Regions from separate parts of the Hordeum vulgare genome. Here region 2 is linked to region 1. Evidence: chromatin contacts called from public Hi-C data. All regions are on one chromosome and are shown on one strand. Each heading gives the region's core, a stretch centred on a gene start, on an enhancer-like site or on the middle of the called end of the contact. The rest is flanking DNA. Distances are from core to core; before and after follow the strand shown.

The links. Hi-C and Micro-C count contacts between places; a contact is called where the count stands out from the background.
Region 2: a contact with region 1 is called in a Hi-C map of leaf, with 2.9 times the contacts expected there. The contact joins the promoter of LOC123400124 here to the promoter of LOC123400119 in region 1. A contact is called at or near these places in 2 of 6 Hi-C or Micro-C datasets (leaf and seedling).

Annotation. Positions count from the first base shown.
Region 1 is chr5H:502,658,439-502,663,367 of MorexV3_pseudomolecules_assembly, forward strand. It overlaps LOC123400119 (protein XAP5 CIRCADIAN TIMEKEEPER), which reads left to right and starts at 2,247. Exons shown (of 12, transcript XM_045094530.1): 1 at 2,247-2,506; 2 at 3,135-3,200; 3 at 3,297-3,361; 4 at 3,451-3,563; 5 at 4,320-4,383; 6 at 4,477-4,553; 7 at 4,661-4,722; 8 at 4,814-4,929. The coding sequence starts at 2,342.
Region 2 is chr5H:502,846,406-502,851,334 of MorexV3_pseudomolecules_assembly, forward strand. LOC123400124 (protein DETOXIFICATION 40-like) reads left to right here and starts at 2,908. Exons shown (of 7, transcript XM_045094534.1): 1 at 2,908-3,531. The coding sequence starts at 3,211.

The DNA of each region.
Region 1 (4,929 bases), core at 997-3,496:
GGAAACTATTCAGACGTTGGGATCATTGTTTGATGGCTGGCCTGGGATTGACAACACCGTGTCATCGTGCAACTTGGTAAGTATTGTATTTTGTTTATTATTGTCATGGCTTATTGTTGCTCCTAATTGCTACCACCTGTAGATTGATCTCCCGTATGCATACATCGGCCTATACATCTTGTACGTCATCGACAAAGAGGCACGCCGTGTATGCATTATGGACCCTATTCATACATCACAGTCGTCAAAGAATAAAAATTTGAGGCATGTAGTGAAGTTAAAAAGTTTTGCGAGGGAATTCAAAGATGCACTCGAAATAAAGCAACCCGACTGGAATTCTGATATATCTAAATGGCAACGTTTATTTCCGTCTGGTATTCCAACGACCACAGACGGGTAATGACTTCATAATATAAATATTTAATTATATTATCACTTTATTTTATTTAGTATTGATTTAGGAAATTGCAGGGATGCGTCTGGCTATTTTGTTTTCCATTTTATGCTCTTGTGGAACGGTAAATAACTTATCAAGCCGATTTGCACGGTGAGTATTGTCCATTACATGTTTGAAGACATTCAACGTGAAATTTTTGTGCTCACTACACGTATTTATTATGCAGGATGGGTATGAGTTGAGGAAACATTTTTTTATTATACTAGCTAAAACATCGTGGGAATGAAGCTAGAGACAATCTTCCTGATATTGTGCGAGAATTTATTAAGGGCATCAAGTAGATCTTAATAATTTGTAATGGATTTAGTTTGACCATCGCTCAATTTGTTCCATGGATATGTCGTCAATTTGTTTTTTATTGTTATGACTTTTCATTGTAAGTAAGGTGAACTTTTATTATTAAGTAATTGTGCTAATTTTATATAGTCTCTACATGTAAAAAATAGCATGCATTACATTTGTAAAAAGCCCGTGGCAACGCACGAGCATTCTACTAGTTTTATATGGCATGAAATTCATAGCTCAGAAAGTAGGTTCTATTAACTTCAGAAAAATCAAACACGACTATTCTACTATGCTTGCCATGCCCTTTCTTAATGATGGTTGCCTCTTTGGATTTGATGGAGAATGAGAAAAAAACAAGGTATTTTCTAGGTTTATAACATATGAAGGAAACATGAGGCGAGAGGGATGAGAGAAAAATAGTTTTTTAGGGTGCCTCTTTGTCTCACTTCACGCGAAAAAAGAGGGAAGCATCGCCTAAAGGGAGGCGTTGGATGGGCTGGTGCAAACGCATGGGATACCACAACCTCATTTTTGTTTTTGTTTTTGTTTTCATGTTTTTTGTTTTGTTTATACTTATGGATATTCTATATAAATATATTACAAGAAACACTTGATATAAAAACATTTGAAGAACATGCTAACCAAGCATTTAAAATATGTTGAATGTGTATGGAGAAAACGTTTCTCATGTATTAAACAACAAATACAATGTGTATGAAAAAATTTGATCATGTATTTTTTTTGTTAATCAAGCATTTGAAATAATGTTTGAGCAAGTATTTGAAATATGTTAATCAATCATTTGAAAAATGTTAAATGTGTATACAAAAATTTGACTATGTATTAATCAAGTATTTAAAAACTGTAAAAGGTACATAGAAAAAGTGTCACAACATATTAAAGAAACTGTTAATCTTGTATTTGAAAAATATTAAACGTGTTTTGTAAAATGCATTAGGTATATAAAAAATGTACCATGTGTATGGTAAAGTAGCATTAAAATATAAGATTTCAGAAAATATTAACCATGTAGTTAAAAATGTTAAATGTGTATATAAAAACATATCTGATTTATGCAAAAAACTACTGAATGTGTACTGAAAAACGTTGATATATGTTGAACAAAATAAAACTGCTGAAAATCGACAAAGAGACTAAAAAAATGGAAGAAGCTTCAGGTGCGTGGCGTTTTTTAGACTAACCCCCTGTTTGGATGTAGGAAAAACTGGCTCGGAATTGAATTGATCTGGAATACCAAATCCAAGATGGAAAGGAATTGGACTTCAATTCAAATTTTGTTGTTTGGATATGCTTGGTATTTGTTGTTGGAAAGAGTTTCCTCATCTCTTTGTTTGGACCTCAATACGGGCCGGCTTAGATCGGGTGGCCTTGTTGGCGATCGCGTCGTATATGTCGCAGTAGGCGAGGTATATACTCCGCGATCGAGGCGTTCCCGAAATCGCCCTATTCCTCCGCTCTCGGCGACCCGTCCCCCCGCCGGCCGCCGCCTCCACTCTCCGTCGGACAGCGGGCGGCCCCCCCCCCCCCCCCCCCCCTCCCCGGGAAAGGCCGCAACACGGGGAAATCCGAGGTGGAAGGATGTCGGGGTTCGGCGACGGGTACGTTGGCACGGCGCAGGACGCGGTGAAGATCCGGCGGCTGGAGAAGCAGCGCGAGGCGGAGCGCCGGAAGATCGAGGAGCTCAAGAGCAAGAACGCCGACGGGCAGCCCGGCCTCCTCCAGTTCGGCTCCAGCACCTCCGAGGTAAAATCGTCGTCGCCGCGTCCATCGCGGGTTTGGCCCGCGACCGAATCTTCGTCTGCTTACCGGTTGATTCGCTTTCTAGCATGCATATGTAGTTGAATTTAGATGCTGTTGGGCCGATTCGCTTACTGGTTGAACCGGGTGTGCTTTAGCACGAGTAGATATTGTAGGATTTGGCAGCCCTAATGTAAGTAGTTGTTACTTTTGTTGGTAGAGAATTATGTATTGTTGTTGCCATGACATGGTTAGTTTTTCTCGGATAACTGTACTCAGAAGATGCCAGTTCTTAGCCTTGAAAAACATGTATGTGGATACTTACAGATTTGGTAACAATGTTTGCTTGATGGCTCACAGCTAAGTTTGATAGATCCTGATGGGTGTGGTGCCTGTACGCTGTTTGATTTTGGCATTTGAATGATTCACTTAGGAATACCCAGAACTAGCAGACTGGGAGTATTGATTCTTTTTTTTAGAATTCTATGTATTTATTTTAATTTAAGTCACTGGGTGGATTTATTTTATCCAATCTTTGACATGGCTTCTTTACAGGATTATAGAGGTTTTTGCAAGTAAATGTATACCGTGCAGCTGTATTTTACAAGCTAACACTAAGAAATGTGATTTTTAGATTCTTGAGACTGCATTCAAGAAGGAAACTGTTGGCCTAGTTACAAGAGAACAGTATGTTGAGAAGGTAATAGACAGACCATTTATGTACATCAGCCTTTGCTTTTCTATTCCTGGGCAAAGTAAATTTTGGTTACTTAATCTTCACCCATTGCCTGCGCAGAGGGTTAACATACGAACTAAGATCGAGGAGGAAGAGAAAGAGAAGCTTCAAAAATTGCAACAAGAGTGAGCTTGAAATACTAGCTTGGCTGAATCAGAAATTTTCTTTAATTTGTTTCCTTATGCCAATTTAAGTGTTGTGTTGTTGGTTTCAGAGAAGAAGAATTGCAAATGCAGAAAAGGAAAAAGAGGAGAGTGAGGGGAGATCCACGCTTGTCGTTCTATGATGACATTGGGAACGGAAGTGACGAGGATGAGTTTGAGAACCGTATGATGTTCTCACCTTTTCATTTTTATTTATTCATGTTCTGTTGGCTTTACTAGTGTTACTATTTCTCAAGCATATATCATTCCAGTTTCTATAATCAGGTCATCTGTGACTTCACATTGACTCTGGATTTCCCTTTGACTGTTTATCTAGTTTTGTGATCAAGATTGTTGCTTGCAGTTTGGACGTCGTATTTCTCTTTCATATGCTAGCACAGCTGAGACATTGTAGATGAATTCCATTTGATAATCGGACATATGTCATTCCTTTGTATGTATTGCTCTTGTCTGTTCACAAATCGGTGTTGCGTTTTGGTATTCAAATTAATCCAGTCAGCCGTTCGTTTCAACAACTCATTGTTGACTTCAGTGATGTTTTAGGCCAAGGATCCCTATGTTGCATTTTTTCCAGCTGCATTTCCTGCTTTGCAATTTACTTTGTTTCAAGTGCAGGCTGCAACGTTACCTTGTTGTTGTCATGTCCTGAGTTTTCGCATAGAAAGTTGTGTGCAGATGGCCTTCCATAGAAAGTTGGAAATAACTGAACCTAGACTAGATAAAGCAAATGATCGGTTCCTGGTGACAGCTACAGAACATGATTATGATTATGTTCTGTTTATTTACAATCTCACTGTTTGTGCTCATAGTTCCCTGGGATATGTATTGACCTATCAGCACTGTTTCTTAATACCTAGACGCTTTGAACTACTTGTGAATTATCTGAGTGTATGAACATTATGCTCATTATTCATTACAGAAGATACTCAGAAGAAACAACTTGGAAAGGATCCCACAGTTGAGACAAGTTTTCTACCTGACAGGTATGTCTTTTAGTTTATGATTACTTGGAATGTTGGTTGTTATTTTCAAGCTTTGTTTAACCCTCAAGCTGTTTGCTAAGAATGATCCTTCAGAGAGAGGGAGGCAGAGGAACAAGCAGAGCGAGAACGCTTGAAGATGCAGTGGTCGCGTGAGCAAGAATTGGTCAAAAGTACTACCACATGCTGATAGCATAATACCTTTTAATCTAATGTGTATCTTTCTCTTTCGGATTATTCTTGCATCAGAACTGATTAAACAATCATATCCCTCTTTTAGGTGAACCTCTTTCAATCACATACAGTTACTGGGATGGTACTGGTCACAGGAGAGCTATCCAGGTGCATTTCTAACGCTGGAAAAATTGTTCCTCTTTTGATTGTTCTAAAGACGTGAACTCTACATTTCAAACAAATCCTTCTACACCCCCAGGTGCGTAAAGGTGACTCTATTGGAGAATTTTTGAGGGCTGTTCAGCAGCAGCTTGCTCCGGAGTTCCGTGAAGTACGGACAACATCAGTTGAGAACCTACTCTATGTGAAGGAAGA
Region 2 (4,929 bases), core at 1,658-4,157, 190 kb after region 1:
GTTGCTCCTACTGTTGCTCCAGCCGCTGCTACTAAGGTTTCTGTGGCTGAGCAGAATGTGGATTATGATGGTGATTACAATGATGAGGGAGAAGTTGCTCCAAATCAGCACGAGGGACAACAACCACCACCACAAGCCGCATGTCATCCACATGGATACAATCGCAAATGGCAGGGCTGCACCACCCCCTCACGTACGGGATCATGACCATCTCCCTAAACTTAAATTGAATATTCCTACATTTGATGGTCGATATGTTCCTGATATATATCTTACTTGGGAGTTAGAAACAAAGCAACGTTTTACATGCTTACACTTTCCTGAAGATAGACGTGTTGCTGCTGCTGTTTGTTCATTCACTAGTTTTACTTGTGTTTGATGATCTGAACATTGTCGCATACATCATGCTAATATTCCAACTACTTGGGCTGCTTTGAAAACTGCTATGCGTACTCGTTGGGTTCCACCATATTATGAACGTGAATTACTTCAAAAATTGGAGCGTTTAAGACAAGGAAAAAAATGAGGAGGCCGACTAGACTGGGCCGAAGCTGCGGTTGGTGGCCTGGTGGAGCGAGGCCGGCCTGGCCTGGCCCCTAGGCCGAGGCACTGGCTGGGCCGCGGCGTGGCCAGGCGCTAACGTCGCCCTCCTCTGCCCAGGTGCGAGGAACCTGCTTGTGGCCACCGCCGGCGGCAAGAACTCCGGCGAGGAGGCGCTGGCAGGGAGCACGGAGGCCGGGAATGGACGGATCCGAGAAGCTCCACCGCAGATCTGGCCGGAGACGCGGGTGGCGAGCTGCAACAAGCTTCGCTACGGCCATGGGGAAGACCTGCAGGACGGAGAGATTAGAAGGGCAAGGGGAGAAGAAGGAAAGGAGGAGGAGAGGTCGCACTCGGGGGGCTCGCCTGCGCTAAGGACGCCAGTAGCAGTGACCCGCTTCGACGGCTCGCGTGCCAACGCGGAGGAGGCCGAGCGTTCGGTGGCAGGGACGAAAGCTCGGGAGGCTCTGCAGGAGCTCGAGGCGCACGGGGCTCGGGCGGGCCCCGATTGGCTAGGGCGGACTCCCCTTGGGCCTGGCGGGCCTGCGGCGGCTGGAGGTGGGAGAGAGGAGGCTGCTGCGCTAGGGTTTGGGGGCACGGGAAACGAGGAGAGGGGATTGTTATCTATTTAAAGAAAAATGGGCTAGGGTTAGCTATTTTGCTCTGTTTTCGGGCCGTTGGATCATGATCCGACGGCTCCGATCGGAGGGGGTTGGCTCGGTGGGGTTGCGGTGGCTGTGTAGAATGGGATAGGTGGGAAGAGAGAGAATGTTAGCGGCCCGGCACGAGATTTTTTTAAACACCGAAAACCGCCCGTCGATAAACACATGACGGTGCCGCTACGGTTGACCGTTCGGGTATCAAACGGACTCCGATTGGGACGAAATTTGGCAGGCGACCTACCTACACTAAAATAAGACCGCACACCAAGTTTCAACCTAATCCGAAATAAATAAATTGGACACCTTTAAAAACAATATTTTATAGATGTCACGGGCGCGTGCGTGTGTGGTTGGTCTCGAAACGGTCAACGATAAAAACAGAGAGAACCGACAATTACTAACGGATGCAAGTTTTGAAAACTGCGGCAACAGAGTGCCGATGCAATGCAGATGATGTGAATGATGCGATGATGAATGCGTCAAACAATCTAATCACACAGCGGCAACGAAATAAAAAGGGAATCTTCTCGAGCGTCGGTCTCGGGCTGTTACGGGATCTCTTCCTGAAGATGGGTCTGTGGTCGATGATGATGATGATTTCTAAAACATGTGCATGTGATGTACGCTTTAGGTTTGCTGCACTGACTATAGGTTTCGATACTATATGCGGATGGATCAACAACGATATCGGTTTTAGATATGAAGAATGAAAGCACTCCACCTTATTGAGTTTATATGTGTGATTGGTGGCTTCGGATGGATTAATGTATGTTTTTGTTCAGAACTTTGTTGAATAACTAATAAACGTGGTCGTATGCAACGATTGATGCAGAGTCCGGGGTCTTAACCTCCTTTTCCAAAAAAAAGAATGCCTCAAGTTAGACTCCGCAAATTTGATCAAGTTTGTCAAAAAAATATCAGCATCCAGGATACCTAATCAATCATAATATTAATTGGTAGCAGGACGACACAATGCGGGTGAAGAAGCTGGCCCATGCAGATCCACGCGCATCGCGCCCCTCCAGGCAAGCCTCCCCTCTTTGCCTTTCCTATCAGCTCGGGATGTCGTCCCTGGCTACTGTTGGGTACTCATCTCTACTCATGTGCCGTCGGAGGCCGCACACCACGAGAGACCGAAGGCGAGGAGAGTGCGGATAGCGCATGCGTAAATGGCCATTCCTCATCATGTGATACATTACGACTGTATGTGCAAGCTACACAATGTGAATAACAATATTGAATGAATCAACGAATGAGTCAACAATTTGAGTAAGAAGAAGCAAAACTTGCGACCTCTTCCTATAACGCGCACAATGGCCACCTTGCCTATAGCATACCCACTATACCTTGAAACTTGACGACAGGGTCCGAATGACGTATCCTCGATACGATAACGGCCTCATATTATGATCATGCATGATGTGCATGTCGTATGGCGCAATATGCGTGGAACAATTAATGCATTTCAACTTAAAATGTCCCTCCGCTGCTCTTGCTTATGAAATCCGCGGGTACGACCAACTATGCATCGCGCAACAATTCGTCCTTTATAATCGAGCAACTCACCACCCTTCTTACTCTAAAAAAAACGACGTGACATTCAAAAATCAGTTTCATGACATTTGATCGAACATCTATCGAGCAATGATGTTTGCGAAGAAGACGGTTTTAAATAATCGAGTAGTGTAGGAGTAGTACGGATCAGTCGCATGCCAGCAGAGACCATCAATTTTCCCAACTGTATGCTCTCGCACGCACCCCAGGCTCCAGCCGCGAAACCAAACCAATAGCAGCCGGAGCAAAAAACGAAACAAAACTCCACATTTCCGGAGCCGAGCCAAAGCCAAAGCCACAACCCAATTCCTCTCCTATTATTTTTCCCCTGCCCCCGCTCCCGCCGCCGCCGCAGAATCCCTTTTTATAACGCCCAGCCGACCTCCTCCTCCGCATCTCCGCCCTCCGCCCTCCGCCACAAGAAACAGAGGCAGGCATCAGGCCACGCACGCCCATGGACAGCAAGCTGCAGACCCCGCTGCTGCCGCCGCCGGCCGGCAGCGAAGGCGGCGGCGACGATGGGCACGGGTCCAGCAAGCGGCTGGAGAGCATCCTGAGCGACGAGTCGGTGCCGTGGGCGCGGCGGATGCTGGCGGCGACGGCGGTGGAGATGCGGATGCTGGTGCGGCTGGCGGCGCCGGCCGTGCTGGTGTACATGATCAACTACCTCATGTCCATGTCCACGCAGATCTTCGCCGGCCACCTCGGCACCCTCGAGCTCGCCGCCGCCTCCCTCGGCAACACCGGCATCCAGGTCTTCGCATACGGCCTCATGGTACGTACGCCGCCTCCCTCCATGGATTTGACCATCAGCAGCAGTAGGAGTACTCCTCATCGGATCCAGGGGATTCTCCATCGGGCTCAGATAGTCAGATTAATCATTAATCAAATAGCACCCGGATTCCAGCAAACTCGTCGTAGGCTACGCGTCGATCGGCGTAGCAGCTGAGCTGAGCTGCCAACGTTTGGCCTCGTGTAGTTGACTGCTCCTATAATTAACGAGCAGCAGCAGCAGCAGCAGCAGCAGCAGCACTGAACTTTAGACTCGGTCGCAGGACGACTCGAGAGTGCAGCAGCGTTTGCTTTGATTTGGATGCAGTGTTGGTGCAGTGCATGGATCCGATTTCTCCGGGGCATCATGTCACGTCGCATCACGGGTGACCTTTTTCTCTTCCACAAAAAAAAATAACGTCGCGTCAGGAGCTCGTGTCTTGTTGTTGGTACAACCAATTACTTCGACCTTGCATCCTGCCCTGCGTCTCGTCCCTGCCTGTGTGTAGTGTAGTCCTCACCTACTCGTGATAGATAGGAAGATAGATAGTACTACATGACGACTGGTTATGGACTCGTGGTATGGCGGGAGGGAAGTGAGACACGTAGCCGCCTTCTAGAAATTAGAGTAGATGCAACCCAACACACGTGGGAGACATTGCTATCGGTACCGGTGCACGCCGTGGCTCTGCCTCTGCGACTGCGCCCCCTCAATGCTTCCGCCCACTGTGTTCATACCTGCTACCGTGTTTTGGTGGGCCGTGTAATTGAAAACGATAAAAATAATTGCGGGGTAATTGAAAACAATAATTGAAGTTTCTGGTTCCAAACTTTCTTATTCAAATGTTCGTTTCAATTTTCTTTAGCCCCCGTTGCTGTTAATGTCGCGAGGACCATTCATACGATGATCTTCGAAACTCTTAAACCGTGTTTCGAAATGCATTCCATTTCACATAGCTTCATATGCGATTCAAACGCGCTTACTTTCGAACATGCTTTATTTTTTCTACTTCAACATTGCTTCAGAAATGAGTTCATTGCATTTCAACGGAAACTCCATGCATTTTGAAACGTTTCCTTTTAGACATGGTTTCATTTTATTTCGGTATTGCCGCAAAATGGGCTTCAGGTGCAGTTTTCCTAAACTGTCGCAAACGTTTTTTTGAACACAAATTTCTGCAAACTGAAATGCCCCAAAATGTTCACTGGAATTCGAATGCATTTCAGAGCTAGTTACGATACACTTTGGAACAAATACACGATGACTTCATAAATTCCACAAGTCTCTCATATATTCAGTGAAGCGGCACAAACTAAAATTCAGGACTTCTATATACATCATGGAAAAAAGCCGCAAACAGAAGCTATATTTCAGAAAAGTGCCACAAGCTGAAATTTCACA